Regions from separate parts of the Mus musculus genome. Here region 2 is linked to region 1. Evidence: chromatin contacts called from public Hi-C data. All regions are on one chromosome and are shown on one strand. Each heading gives the region's core, a stretch centred on a gene start, on an enhancer-like site or on the middle of the called end of the contact. The rest is flanking DNA. Distances are from core to core; before and after follow the strand shown.

Region 1 (6,393 bases), core at 2,371-4,870:
AGATAAATCAGAAACAATTATTGCCCTCAAAGGGAATAGTTTCTGGAAGCAGTTTATAAATTATAAATATGGCTGTTGGCTTAGTTTTGCTCTTTCATGTATTAGGAGTGATCATTTGCACTTGAGGTGAGCGGGGTAGTACACCAAGATGGAGCTAGGGCTGTCCATTCTGAGTGGAAAGCTGGCGCAAGAATACAGCAGATAGGATGTCGACAGGTAGATTATGATTCTGGAGAGTAAGACTGCACTTCCAAAAGAAGGAAGAGCTGGGGAAGCAAGGTCTAATCGAGGAGAAAACGCCAGCTGTGTTTGGAGCTAAAGTAGTCTTCTGACTAGTTTGTGTGTGATCTTAGGCATCAGATGAAGGTAGACAGTAGGGAGCCACTGAAGTTGCATTGGGTGGATTAATCCAGTAGCATAGTTGGTAATGAATAATGAGATGATTTTTCATTGCTGTATCTTTTATTTTCTGTAAAATTAAAATAAATGTAAACTTAATTTAGCTGTCAAATAACAGTAAGAATCTTCACTGATGAATATGGAAGCAGGAACATGCTTATGTTCTCATACTGCACCTTTTTTGTTTTTTCAACAGGGTTTCTCTGTGTAGGCTGACTGTCTTGGAACTTGATCTGTAGACCAGACTGGCCTTGAACTCAAGAGATCTGACTCTGCCTCCCTGCCTCCCTGCCTCTGCTGAGATTATCTTGTCAATTTAAAAGTCTATGGTCTATGGCTTAGGCAGGAAATAGGGGTGGGACATTGGGAGGAGAAAGAATTCTGGGAGAGAAGGAGGCAGGGAGAGGAACCTGAAATGATGGGAGGAGGTGGACGCATGGTACCTGAGCACAGGTGACCAGCCACGTGGAAAAATGTAGGTTATATGGGTTGTCTTTGATTTAATCAGAGTAGAGCCTAGCTAGATGGCCAAGGTATTTGTAAATATAAATTGAGCCTAAGTCTTATTTCTGGGAGCGTGGGGCTGAGAGGCAAAAAACAGACCTAACTTAAACATCTGCCTTTGTGTGTACCACTGCATATCTAATACTGTACCAATTTATAAAACTAATTAAATTCACCTTTGTTGACTTGTGGTTTAAAGTTCTGTATTCAGGCTCTTTTGCAGATAGATTAATATTACAAAAACACATTTCTGAATGATACTACTCAAAAAGCCTTTTAGGCTTTTGTGTGTGTTTGTGGGGGGGTGTCTGCAGACTTAATATCCCAGTAATATAGGCCTAGTGAGAATTTAGGCCCTTTCTCAATTACCTCCCCATGCATTCCCTACTCTATACATACTATTCTTTAGCTTTCTCTTGATGTTACATTTCTTTGTAGTTGATGTGACCTTCGCAGAGAAGGGTGTGTACTAAAGTGCTGAGAACTTGGGCTACTAGGTCATATTTGGCAGAGCTGAGATGAGAGGTACTTAAACTTGCTGTGTGCCAGGTATTGTGGCAGATCATGGAGCTCAGATACCAATTGACACATAAGTGGTCTCTGCTCCTTGTAGACGTAGTCTGCAGAATATTTTAATCATTAGTAATTAATGCACTGCTGTAATTGCAAACTGGGTGAGTCCTGTTGGGAAATACTCTGGGGTACTCTGAGCAAGTATAATGAGGAGAAGGGGTGAAGCTGATTTAGAGAGGCATGTGGGGAACATCTTTTGGAAGTGAATTTAAAATGAGGATTGAAATGGGAGAGCATGTAGACAAGGTGCCTTATCTGTTCCTGTTCTATCTTCCAAATAATTAACACAAAGACCTGTTAAGTTTATTAACAAACTGTAAGCCTAGGCTGGGCAGCAGGTTCTGAGCTATTCTAACCCTTTAAAGCTGTTAATATCAGAAAAATGCCCAGTTACTTGCCAATCTGGTCTTGCCTTGGCTTTCTCTGATCCATTTGTCCCCTGCTGTGTCCTGATATATGGAAACCTCCTGGTCTCTCCATGTGGTCCTTCTCTCACTGGGATCCCTGGTTGGGATTAGAAGAAGTCCAGCCTTTCTAATTCCACTGCCTTTGACCAATCAGAAGAAGATGGATATCCTAGGTTTTGGGCTAATATCCACTTATCAGTGAGTACATATTGTGTGAGTTCCTTTGTGAATGTGTTACCTCACTCAGGATGATGCCCTCCAGGTCCATCCATTTGGCTAGGAATTTCATAAATTCATTCTTTTTAATAGCTGAGTAGTACTCCATTGTGTAGATGTACCACATTTTCTGTATCCATTCCTCTGTTGAGGGGCATCTGGGTTCTTTCCAGCTTCTGGCTATTATAAATAAGGCTGCTATGAACATAGTGGAGCATGTGTCCTTCTTACCAGTTGGGGCATCTTCTGGATATATGCCCAGGAGAGGTATTGCTGGATCCTCCGGTAGTACTATGTCCAATTTTCTGAGGAACCGCCAGACTGATTTCCAGAGTGGTTGTACAAGCCTGCAATCCCACCAACAATGGAGGAGTGTTCCTCTTTCTCCACATCCACGCCAGCATCTGCTGTCACCTGAATTTTTGATCTTAGCCATTCTGACTGGTGTGAGGTGGAATCTCAGGGTTGTTTTGATTTGCATTTCCCTGATGATTAAGGATGTTGAACATTTTTTCAGGTGCTTCTCTGCCATTCGGTATTCCTCAGGTGAGAATTCTTTGTTCAGTTCTGAGCCCCATTTTTTAATGGGGTTATTTGATTTTCTGAAGTCCACCTTCTTGAGTTCTTTATATATGTTGGATATTAGTCCCCTATCTGATTTAGGATAGGTAAAGATCCTTTCCCAATCTGTTGGTGGTCTTTTTGTCTTATTGACGGTGTCTTTTGCCTTGCAGAAACTTTGGAGTTTCATTAGGTCCCATTTGTCAATTCTCGATCTTACAGCACAAGCCATTGCTGTTCTGTTCAGGAATTTTTCCCCTGTGCCCATATCTTCAAGGCTTTTCCCCACTTTCTCCTCTATAAGTTTCAGTGTCTCTGGTTTTAAGTGAAGTTCCTTGATCCACTTAGATTTGACCTTAGTACAAGGAGATAAGTATGGATCGATTCACATTCTTCTACATGATAACAACCAGTTGTGCCAGCACCAATTGTTGAAAATGCTGTCTTTCTTCCACTGGATGGTTTTAGCTCCCTTGTCGAAGATCAAGTGACCATAGGTGTGTGGGTTCATTTCTGGGTCTTCAATTCTATTCCATTGGTCTACTTGTCTGTCTCTATACCAGAAGATGGAGAAGAGTGTTTACAAAACAATGACACAGGTGATGCTTCATAGACATAGTAATATACTCAACTCTCTGCTAGTATAGAAATCATGTGTGACCACACCTAGTTAGATAAAATAATTTTGTTGAGAGTTTTGTTAATAGTGTATTCTTAGTATGTAGAAAACTGCATGTACCAGGCAGTCAGTGGCTCATAGCTGAGTGAATGAGTGGAGTAAAAGCTGAGGGGACAGGGAAAACACAGTCTGGATAGGAAAGGCTTGGTAGTTGAAGTAGTTAGAAAAGATGTGGAGAAGCCGTGGGTTTAAGACAGAATTTGTAAGAAAAACTAATAGGATAGTTGACAGTGATAAAGTAATTTTGTTTATCTGTTGTGCCCCAAGCTCAGTATTTCCTTAAACTACCATGTTAGTAATTAGATAAGAGACCTTGTTCAGTGTAGTGAAGGCTAGTGAGAATTTAGTAAGTATTCAGCTGCTGAAAATATTTGTATAAGGTTTGGGTTTTTTCTGTTTTGTTGTTTTGTTTGTTTGATTTTTGTCCTGGGGAGGATTGTACTCACAGGCTCAAGCGTGTCAGGGAGTGCATTACTGACTGAGATATGGTCTTAGCTCTTGATGTATACTGTTTTGTTTTGCATTTTTGGAGTCATGGTCTCATGCTGTAGGCCAGGAAACCCCTGTGTAGTTAACAGGCTGGTCTCAGACTTGGCAGCGCTCTCCTAACCTCAGCCTCTTGGGTGTTAGGTCTCTAGCATGAGCTCTCATGTTGGTTTCCTTGTCTACTTAAAAATAGGACTATGATGCCTGTCAAGGTGGCTCTGTGTTAAGAGTGTTTGCTGAAAAGACTGATGACCTGAGTTCAATTCCTTCCACCTGGTGGAAGGAGAAAAGTGACTGTTGCAAGTTGTCACATGCAAAGGACACACACTAAATGAATAAACAAGTAAAATACGTTTAAATTTAAATGGGGTTTGTGAGATAGCTTGTTGAAGTACCCTGTGATGTGGTTCCTACCTAGGCACAAATTTTGTTCATCCCGTTCTTCCCAGGGAGAGGCAATGATCAGACACTCTCTTGTAAATACCCTAGAGTGAACAGACCTGTCCACTTTTCTTTCCCAAAGAGAATTGCCTTGTTCAAAAAGTCTGTAGTGCTGCATTTGAGAATTAGAGTTAGTGGTGTTAACGTCTACACATGTGAACCCTAAAATAACCATATCCATATCCATTCAAAGAGTGATTCGAAGTGGTTGTTTTCTTTCTCTCAACTTTTGTTTTTTGAAATTAAAATTACACCATTTTCTTCCCTCAGACTCCTCCCATGCACCTTTTGTGCTCTCCCAAATTCATGGCCTTTCCCTTTAATGTTTTTTTCATTTGTTTTAGACAATTTTTGGTCTATAACTGACCTACTTCCATGTACATGCACATAAGTCTAGCTGAAAAACATCCTTTCAAAATAGCTATTTTGGAAAGGGCATACAGTGTTTTAATTTTGCCTGTTATTACAGTTGCCTTTGAGATAGTGCAAAGTTTTAAGTTTTAAGTCTACTCACTGGTACTAGGAGTTGATTGTGGCTTCTGAATACACTGTGTAGTGTAATGTGATTGGGCATTAATTAAATAAGTATCAACTATAAAGTAAGATTTTATAAAATTGTAGCTGACTTTAAAGTAGTTTAAAAGTACTACTTTTACAACATCTCAGCAAATATTGGGAATATGTACACATGTACACATTTTCAGGTAATTTATCAGATGTCAAATTTTAAAAGAGTATATAGTATTAGGAAAACAAAATGATAATATTAGAAGTTACTTTAGCACAACTTTGGGAGAACAGTGTAATACATTGAATTTGAAATGTTTGCACTGTTTAACTGAAATCCGTTATCACTAGTCATTTGTTTATAGAATTAGTTTAAGCTATCAGGGAAAGATATATAAACAGTACTACTTCTTGAAGCTCGGATGTTAGTGGAAGTAGAAATAATTCAATAGAGCATAATATGTTGTTTTAACACACCAGAAATGAGAGCTATGTGTATGATGACTTCTTTTTTTAAAAAGGAGATGTAAAATACATGTATGGCATAAGATGAAAATTTATGTATCTAAGTCACATGTATCAGGAAAACCTGGGAAAGTAAATACTAAATGTAACAGGAATAGGACAGTTTCTTATGTTTTAGACTTATCTGGTTGTTTTATGCTGAGTATCTTTCAAAAACAGTAACCAAATCTATTTTAAAGCCAGACATTATTATCGAATCACTTTATAGCTGTCTTTTTCCTTTTTAAAAAAATTATTTTTAGTTAAGTGTATGTGTGTGGGTTTGTGCCTGTGAGTGCAGGTGTGCACAGAGGTCAGAGGCAGTGGAGCTCTTGGGGCTGGAGTTTAGGTGGTTGTGAAGTCTATGTGCCAAGCTCCTCATTAGCCTCATACAACTATGTTTTTTATTGCTTTAAGCTGACTTTTGTCGTACAAACCAGAGTTATTTATATTTTTGATTAGCCAACGATTCCTAGGACTTGTGATTTCTTGCTCAGTTATTTTTTCATGCCTTCAAGATGACAATCAGTTGATGTTTTTTAGTCTGTTAGCCTTGACTGCACACTTCATCCTGTAGGTGGTGCTCGTGGTTTTTGGTGTTCTTTTGTGCTACTTCTATCTCAACATTTTCCTAATCTGGGAAATCATTTAATACCCACTGTTGTTAATAGAATGCTTATCTTTTATGTAACTCTTGAAAAATCAGTATTTACTATTTAAAGAAATATTTGTAGCAGAAAATAATCTGTATTAAATTTTTTTTTGTAGAGTTTATTTTGCATTTTACTTGTCTACTTAACTACTTAGTGTAATATTGGAAATTTTTATTTTAATTCTGAATTTTACTAGCCAACTCCTCAAAATTCCCCAAGTCTAGCAGAACTAAATTATCACAATGAGTTCTTTTTTAAGTCCTCCCTTCCCTTCTCTTTGTGTGTGACTCTCACTCTTCTCTCTCCCTTTTTTCTCATCTGTCAAGTTCAAGAGCAGCTCAGATGCCATGAATTAAGTGAAGCACAAAAGAGAGAAAGGAGACCCTTTTGAAGAACAAAGGCCTCCCATTAGGCTGCCATGTTCTTTTCTGACCAAAAGTGCACCCTGCATGGTTCCTATTGT
Region 2 (6,393 bases), core at 2,519-5,018, 180 kb before region 1:
CGGCCCCACAGGCTGTGCTACACAGCAGCTCCTCCCAGCCTAACAGTAGCAACTTCATCAGAAAACCTGTGAGGACCTATCAGAGACTTTCAAGGCTGGTCTCACTGGCTGCTGCTGGGGAGGGTATTGAAGTCTCTCACCTGAGATGCCAGCCACTCTGTCATATACCAATTGGCCATTTGTAAGTAATCATGTTCTAACTGTTCCTGGTCTTGTCTCAGAAGATGCTGAAGTACACGGAGTGTGGGATGCATTTGAAGTGGGAGTTGTCCATCTATACAGCGATGGAAATTTGTCCACACTGAGATGAGATTCAAGCACCGTGGCTTGTGGTGGGCTCGCCTAAGCTTTGCATATAAACACTGGGAGTTCTCCAGGCTGAGCTTCCATAGAAACACTTCGGTTTGTCTTTTGTGTCCTAAAGAGTTTGTTTGAATCTCCCCAGGGAAAGAGTCACCACGGGCTGGTTGATAGTGGCTTCTTGTGTTCTATGAACTCTTGGGTGTTTGAACATGATCAACGTAGCTGTTATACAGATGGGGGCCACTGGAGCACACAGACAGAAGGGACACTTGTTCTTGGGCTCTGGGAGATGTGGGACTAGAACCAAGGTTTCCTGACTCCAGACCCAGTGTTTGCTCTATTGTCCCAGGTGAGCTCTTTCTGCTCCTAACTCAGCCAGGGTCCCCGTGTTCCTGATCTGTAAAGTCAGGGGACAGCAAGCCCCTGTAGGAGGCCATATGGGATTTATAGGTATATTATTTCCAATGCTGTTTTTTTTCTTTTGGAGGCATGTAGAATATATTTTTATTCTTTGAAATCTTCATACATGTATGCAATGTATATTGATCATGGTTTCTCCCCCACCCCACCCCCATCCGAGTCACTCCCCCTGGACAGCTCCTCCCTCCCTTCTGGTTTTAATAATGCCTTGGAACCATAGGGCAGGCAGGTTGTGGGCTGACGCCAGCCTGGGTTCCTCACCCTAGGCTAGACGATCTCTGTATCCCTCTGCTTCTTGGGACTGTTCTCTGTGGATCCACCATTGCCCTCTCCCCTACTTTGCATTTTATTTTTATTTATTTTATTAATTTATTTGTAATTTATAATTTATTTATAATATATTTGTTTACAATATTTATTTATAATTTATAGTTAATTTTCTTTTATTATTTATTTTATTAAAAATGCAATCAACGGGACCCCAGGTAGTGCAGAGCTTCCCCACTGGGTGAAGAATGTGACTGAAGACATGGGAGTGGGCAGAGGTGACCAAGGAATACCAAAGGCAGGGGTTTATAAATCCCAGCAGCCACTGCAAAGCATCCGCACTAGCTTCTTGAGACTCCAAGCCTGTGACTTTTCCTCAACCTTGTCAATGTCACGTTGGGTGGAGTGGGTGGCTCTGTAGACGTTATTAGGTTCTGCCTAACAGTTCTGGGTACTATGGTGGCACTCTGAGTCAGTCAAGGAATCTAGTGGGGGTACAGAAGACAACGAAACAATGGCAGAGCAGGAGATGGGACTTCTGGGCCAGAGAACCATGACCCAATGCATAATTCTGGGCTGTGGCCTGAAGGTCACCATGGTGAAGGAGGTGACAGGAATTAGAGCAGAGACAAGCATGCCGAACAGAGGAACAACATGTGCAAAGGCTCAGAGGCAAGAAGCAGGAAGAATCCATGAGACTCCAGGAAGCATCGTTAGGGGCGAGGAAGGGAGAGCACTTGGTGGAGGAAGTTGTCTCTGAGGTCCTCCGACCCTTCTACCTTTGTCACATGCCATTTTGGATGGCTTGCATGCCCAGTTCAGGCACATGGTCACCCATCTTGAGGGTTAATGCCAGTCTTAACCCACCTGGAAGTTGTCAGAGGAATTGTCCCCGACTCCTCTCTTCCACTCCAGCAGCTGCATAATTTCTTCTTGGAAATAAGCAGGCTATTATTAAGAGTGCCTTGCATCTGCTGACACAGCTGGGCCAGCCAGGTATGGGGCGGATGGTAACCACCAACCACGGGGACACATTAGAGGCACTCCCGAATCGCCAAACAAAACCCTAGCTCCTGAGGATCAAAGGCCAGCCTGCAGGAGCAGGTGAGCAGAACACCTGCCAGAGGTTGGCTACTTAGGCTCCTGCAGCATCCTGCCCGCCCGCCCGGGAGTTAGCAGACCTGAGACTGGCGGTGAAGGGGAGGCGAACCTACCCTCTGAGCATTCCTTCCTGCTGTGGTTCTCTCTCCCTCCTGGGCCGCACACCAGAACCTTGCAGGGCCCTTACCTAGCCAACCTCACTCTCAGGCATGCCTTTAGCAGGAGGCGCAGCGGCAAACTCCCATACACTCATTAGACTAAGTGGTGGAATAGCAGAGGGACACCACCCACCCCCCAAGCTAGTTTTTGGTTGGTTGGTTGGTTGGTTGGTTGGTTGGTTGGTTGGTTGGTCGGGGCGGGGTGGAGTTGTCGGATACAGACAGAAGTGGGAAGGAAAGTGCCAGAGACCAACTGCTGAGGCGTAAAAGGCAAAGGCGCCTGTTTGGAAAACTAGCACCTGCTTCATCCACTCCTTGGGTGTGGTCTGAACAGGAACTCCAGAAACTGCCCGCCAGGGTGATGGCCAGCAAGAGAGATATGCTTTCAAGAGGACTGAGTCGAGATCTTTCGCTCCAGGCCCTTGACCACAGGCTCTAAACTTCCTGCGGGCCCTGTGCCAGGCACACCCGGGCCCTCTCTCTCCAGATCTTCAGCGCCCCAATCACAAACAGCCGGGATCTCGAGTTAGATCTAGTTTAAAGAGCCCGCGGGCGGGAGCCAAGAGGACTGGCGAGGGAGCAGAAACTCACAAGGGAGAGGGTCTTGTTCTCACGTGGCCTGTTTTACAAACAGAAGGTTACCTGAGTAATTACTGAGGGAGAGGCCATGGAGGGTGGGAGGGGATGTGTTAGGCTTCAAAGCCTCTCAGATGCCGTCTGTTCCCTTTGAAGACGTCAGGGGGCGCCAGAGGCCAGGACAAGGATTTAACACCTGCCGCACAGGCTGCTGAGTCTTCTGACTTAGGGGCTTCCTGCAGGTGAGCTAGACAAGGCTAGCTCCCCGGGGCTAAGGTCGGAGTTTCCTGCTAGCCTCCCCAGAATGAGCCGCCCCGTATAATTAAAGTCATTCTCTTGTAAAAATTATCTAGTTATATAGACACCGAGAAAGAAAACTTTTCACAAAGAATATTGCTGGGTTTATTAACATGTAATTTTTTTTAAAGCAAGAGGTTAGTTTCAACGAATTCCATACTCTCATATTAAACGTGTAGCCTTAACTCTTCGGGTTAATCTGATTGTCTTTAAAAGTAGGTGGTCCTTGATGTACGGGCCGGAGTTTGGTTGGAGGACCAGCAGAATCAGGTTTCAGATTTACACCGATTCTTGCCATTTGTTTGAAATCCTCTGTCAAAAAAGGCAGGCCAGGTATTTAAAGAACCCAAATGTTATACAAGTCTGTGTATATATAATCCTCATATGTATATATAACTTATGATTTTTATTCATACCTCTACACAAAGTGAGATAAAGGGGTATATTGTAGTATTGCTTGTTCAAACAAGAGCTAAAAAAAAGCGTTGAAACCTGAGGTGTTCACGGTGCGCTGTCAAGAAGCAACTTGCTAAGTGCTTTATAATATCTCACGTCTTCACAGGAAAGAGCAAAGTGTCTGAGTGTGTGGTGTGCGTTGGGAGAACGCCGGGCGAAGTCTAAGACGCCTGCCTGCATTACCACTGGTTGCCACATGGTGGCGGGGTGGAAGAGGTCTTGCCTATTCTTTAGGCAGCATTAGTTGATAACCGCAGTGTAGTCTGACACGCTATAAGGCTTTCTATGAGTCCAACAACTACCACATACAATTTAAAAGAGCTTCTGCCAAGTAGTGTAAAGGAAAAAGAGGAAAAAGGATCCTCTGTTTTGATGCACAGAGATGCTACCTCCCAGAAGTGGGGCCTTGCTCACACTGCACATAGACTAGATTCTCATTAAAGCAATCCCAGTAACTGGTTTGAGGCAATTACTTCCTGTGGGCCTCACCTACTCAGAAATTAAAGCAGATGAGTTTCCTCGCCTCTCCAAAACTATAAATTCCAACAAATTCTCCTGTGAAAAGGATGCTATCCTGGGACATACTTCCCATTGGTTGGCGACTGTGCCTTTGTTAGAGGAAGGGTGGAAAAACTGGTGTGGAACAGAGTTGAGAGCAGGGAAAGAGTCACCTATGGGGGTCACGATTGGCCCTGTGAGTGCCACACAAGATGAGAACCCGTGTATTGCTTGGGGGATCCCCTTCACTTCTTTTCAGTAATGAGTTTGGAAGGGGAAAGAAGAGTTGGTATGGAGGGCAACGAGCAACGGGAGCAAGGGGTGACTCCAAAGCCACACCTCTGCCCTCAGAAACACCCTGCTAGCCACCGAGAACCCCCGGAGAGCATTTGAGAGACAGAGGGAGAGACAGAACCATGGCTCTGCTGCTGACAGCGCCTCTCTGCCCACCCTCCTCCCACAGGAAAAGACAGAGACACTCACCAAGGACCAAGAGGCGGACTCGAGACTTGGCGTTGACATCCTGGTCCGACATCAGTGACACGGAGCACTCGTAGGTGCCATTGTCGTCCATGGTCAGCTGGTCGATGGTGATAGAGGCATTTGACAACTCAGCATCGTTAGATACTCTCACTCGATTCTCATAACGGTTCCCATAGATGTATTTCTTTGTCACAAAATTCCAGGTGACCACTCTTTCCTGAGAGAAAGAGGAAATGTCTGTCAGGACCTGGTGTAGACCTGCCCTGACTCAATCTTCGTCCCCCAGAGCAAACCAACAACATGTCAAACAGAAGGGCAGTACCTGCTGGTAGATTCCTCTTGTTATCTAGCTAGATAACTTTAGACTTTTAAAGATTTGCTTTTGAGCTTTAGGGACTGGGGTTGTAGTTTAGCTGGTAGTACTTGCCTACCACACGTAAAGGCCTGGATTTGATCCCAGTGCCGTGTAAACTTGGTGTTGCGGCGCGTGCCGATCATCCCAGCATTCCAGAGGTGAAGGGAGGGAAAAGTTCAAAGTCGTCCTTGGCTATGTAGCAAGTTCTAAGCCAATCTGGGAGGCATGACACACTGACTCAAAGGAAAAGCACAAAACAGCACCGAGGCACACACCCTGGGAGACCAGTGTGCACAGAAGCACACACCCTGGAATACCGGTGTGTAAATGAGGCTGGCTCGGATCCCAGCACTCACATTTGTGACCAGCCTCTCTCTCCTTGGTTCCCTCTCAGCCCATGGTTTATTCTCACCCATCCCTTCCTTCATCCAACACCCACAGTGCACCACCATAAGCCAGGTACCACACTAGTTAACCACTGAGTTCCAGCTCACTTGGTTCTGACTATTGCCCTTGGAAGTTGTTTATTTATTTATTCGTTGGTGTTGACGAGGCAGCACATTAACAGCTTAGACCACAGGCACAGACCAGGCTGCCTCAGTCAAATCCTCACCCTGCTGCTAGCTGAATGGCCTTGGCCGCTCTGAGACTCTCTTTTCTCACTACAAAATGGAGATGTTGATGATAATACATCTCCTAAGATTGTGCTGAGAGCTAAAGCTGATAATACAGGCAGAGCAGTTGGGGTCTGCCTGGCGTTGTTTCTACCGTGACTAGCCATTATGTCGGTCCACCATGTCCAGGGCATACAACCCGTGAGTTCTTCCCTCAAAAGTGAGTTTGAAACCAAGCAACCAGGGTATCTCATGATTATAACATAGACTGGCCACTTGGGGGACGATTCCTACGAAGGCTGATAGCTGCTTTGAATCTCGAAAGGCAGCTGTGCATTAATCGCATAAAAAGCTAGAAGGCTGGAGCAGCGTGTGTGATATGTTAGACATTGGAGGCAAAGGAAAAAAAAACAAACAGCAGAAATCGGCAGTGACAACCCCAAGGGGCACAGTGTGAGTAGTGACAGATTGGCGAGAGCCGAGCTTGGACAATAAAGGCCATAACTACTATTTACGATATGTATGTCATTATGCTGCGCACTGTTCCAAGGACTGGATACTTGTTATCGCATCTAACCCACACACTCGTATGCAGTAGACCTTATGATCACACCCACCATTTTACACGGGAGGAAACAGGGATACCACGAGGCAGATTAAGTATGTTCTCCAAGTTGACATGTTTAAGTGACTAGCAGGGCTGAGATGATCTTGGCAACTCTGGCTCAGAGCCTGAACGCTGCAGATTCTACCGAGTCACATCTGAGACACTCTGCAACACTAAGTAGTTCACAGTTCACCTCCAAAGCAATAACGTACTTTGCCTTTTGCTGATGCTTGAGACTGTGGAGCGAACCTCGCTCGG

What was found. Hi-C and Micro-C count contacts between places; a contact is called where the count stands out from the background.
Region 2: a contact with region 1 is called in a Hi-C map of the G1E-ER4 cell line, with 9 times the contacts expected there. The contact joins two enhancer-like sites. A contact is called at or near these places in 1 of 39 promoter capture datasets (pre-B cells), 3 of 15 datasets of contacts at CTCF or cohesin (the G1E-ER4 cell line, large pre-B cells and pro-B cells), 43 of 484 Hi-C or Micro-C datasets (the 63-12 cell line, B cells, CD4 T cells and 27 more), 13 of 115 datasets of contacts at active chromatin or transcription factors (astrocytes, craniofacial prominence, embryonic basal ganglia and 8 more) and 1 of 9 other capture datasets (embryonic stem cells).

Annotation. Positions count from the first base shown.
Region 1 is chr1:165,966,683-165,973,075 of GRCm38.p6, reverse strand. The region is part of intron 1 of Pou2f1 (POU domain, class 2, transcription factor 1); the gene reads left to right. Among named protein-coding and RNA genes, the nearest start is that of Pou2f1, 33 kb to the left of the region's middle. Within about 2 kb of position 3,620, at least 8 of the 459 cell types and tissues checked have an H3K27ac peak or open chromatin away from gene starts, as enhancers often do. A contact at or near this core is called in the G1E-ER4 cell line, where this site is marked.
Region 2 is chr1:166,150,951-166,157,343 of GRCm38.p6, reverse strand. It overlaps Gpa33 (glycoprotein A33 (transmembrane)), which reads right to left. Exons shown (of 7, transcript NM_021610.2): 3 at 4,560-4,776. Among named protein-coding and RNA genes, the nearest start is that of Gpa33, 24 kb to the right of the region's middle. Within about 2 kb of position 3,768, at least 31 of the 459 cell types and tissues checked have an H3K27ac peak or open chromatin away from gene starts, as enhancers often do. A contact at or near this core is called in the G1E-ER4 cell line, where this site is marked.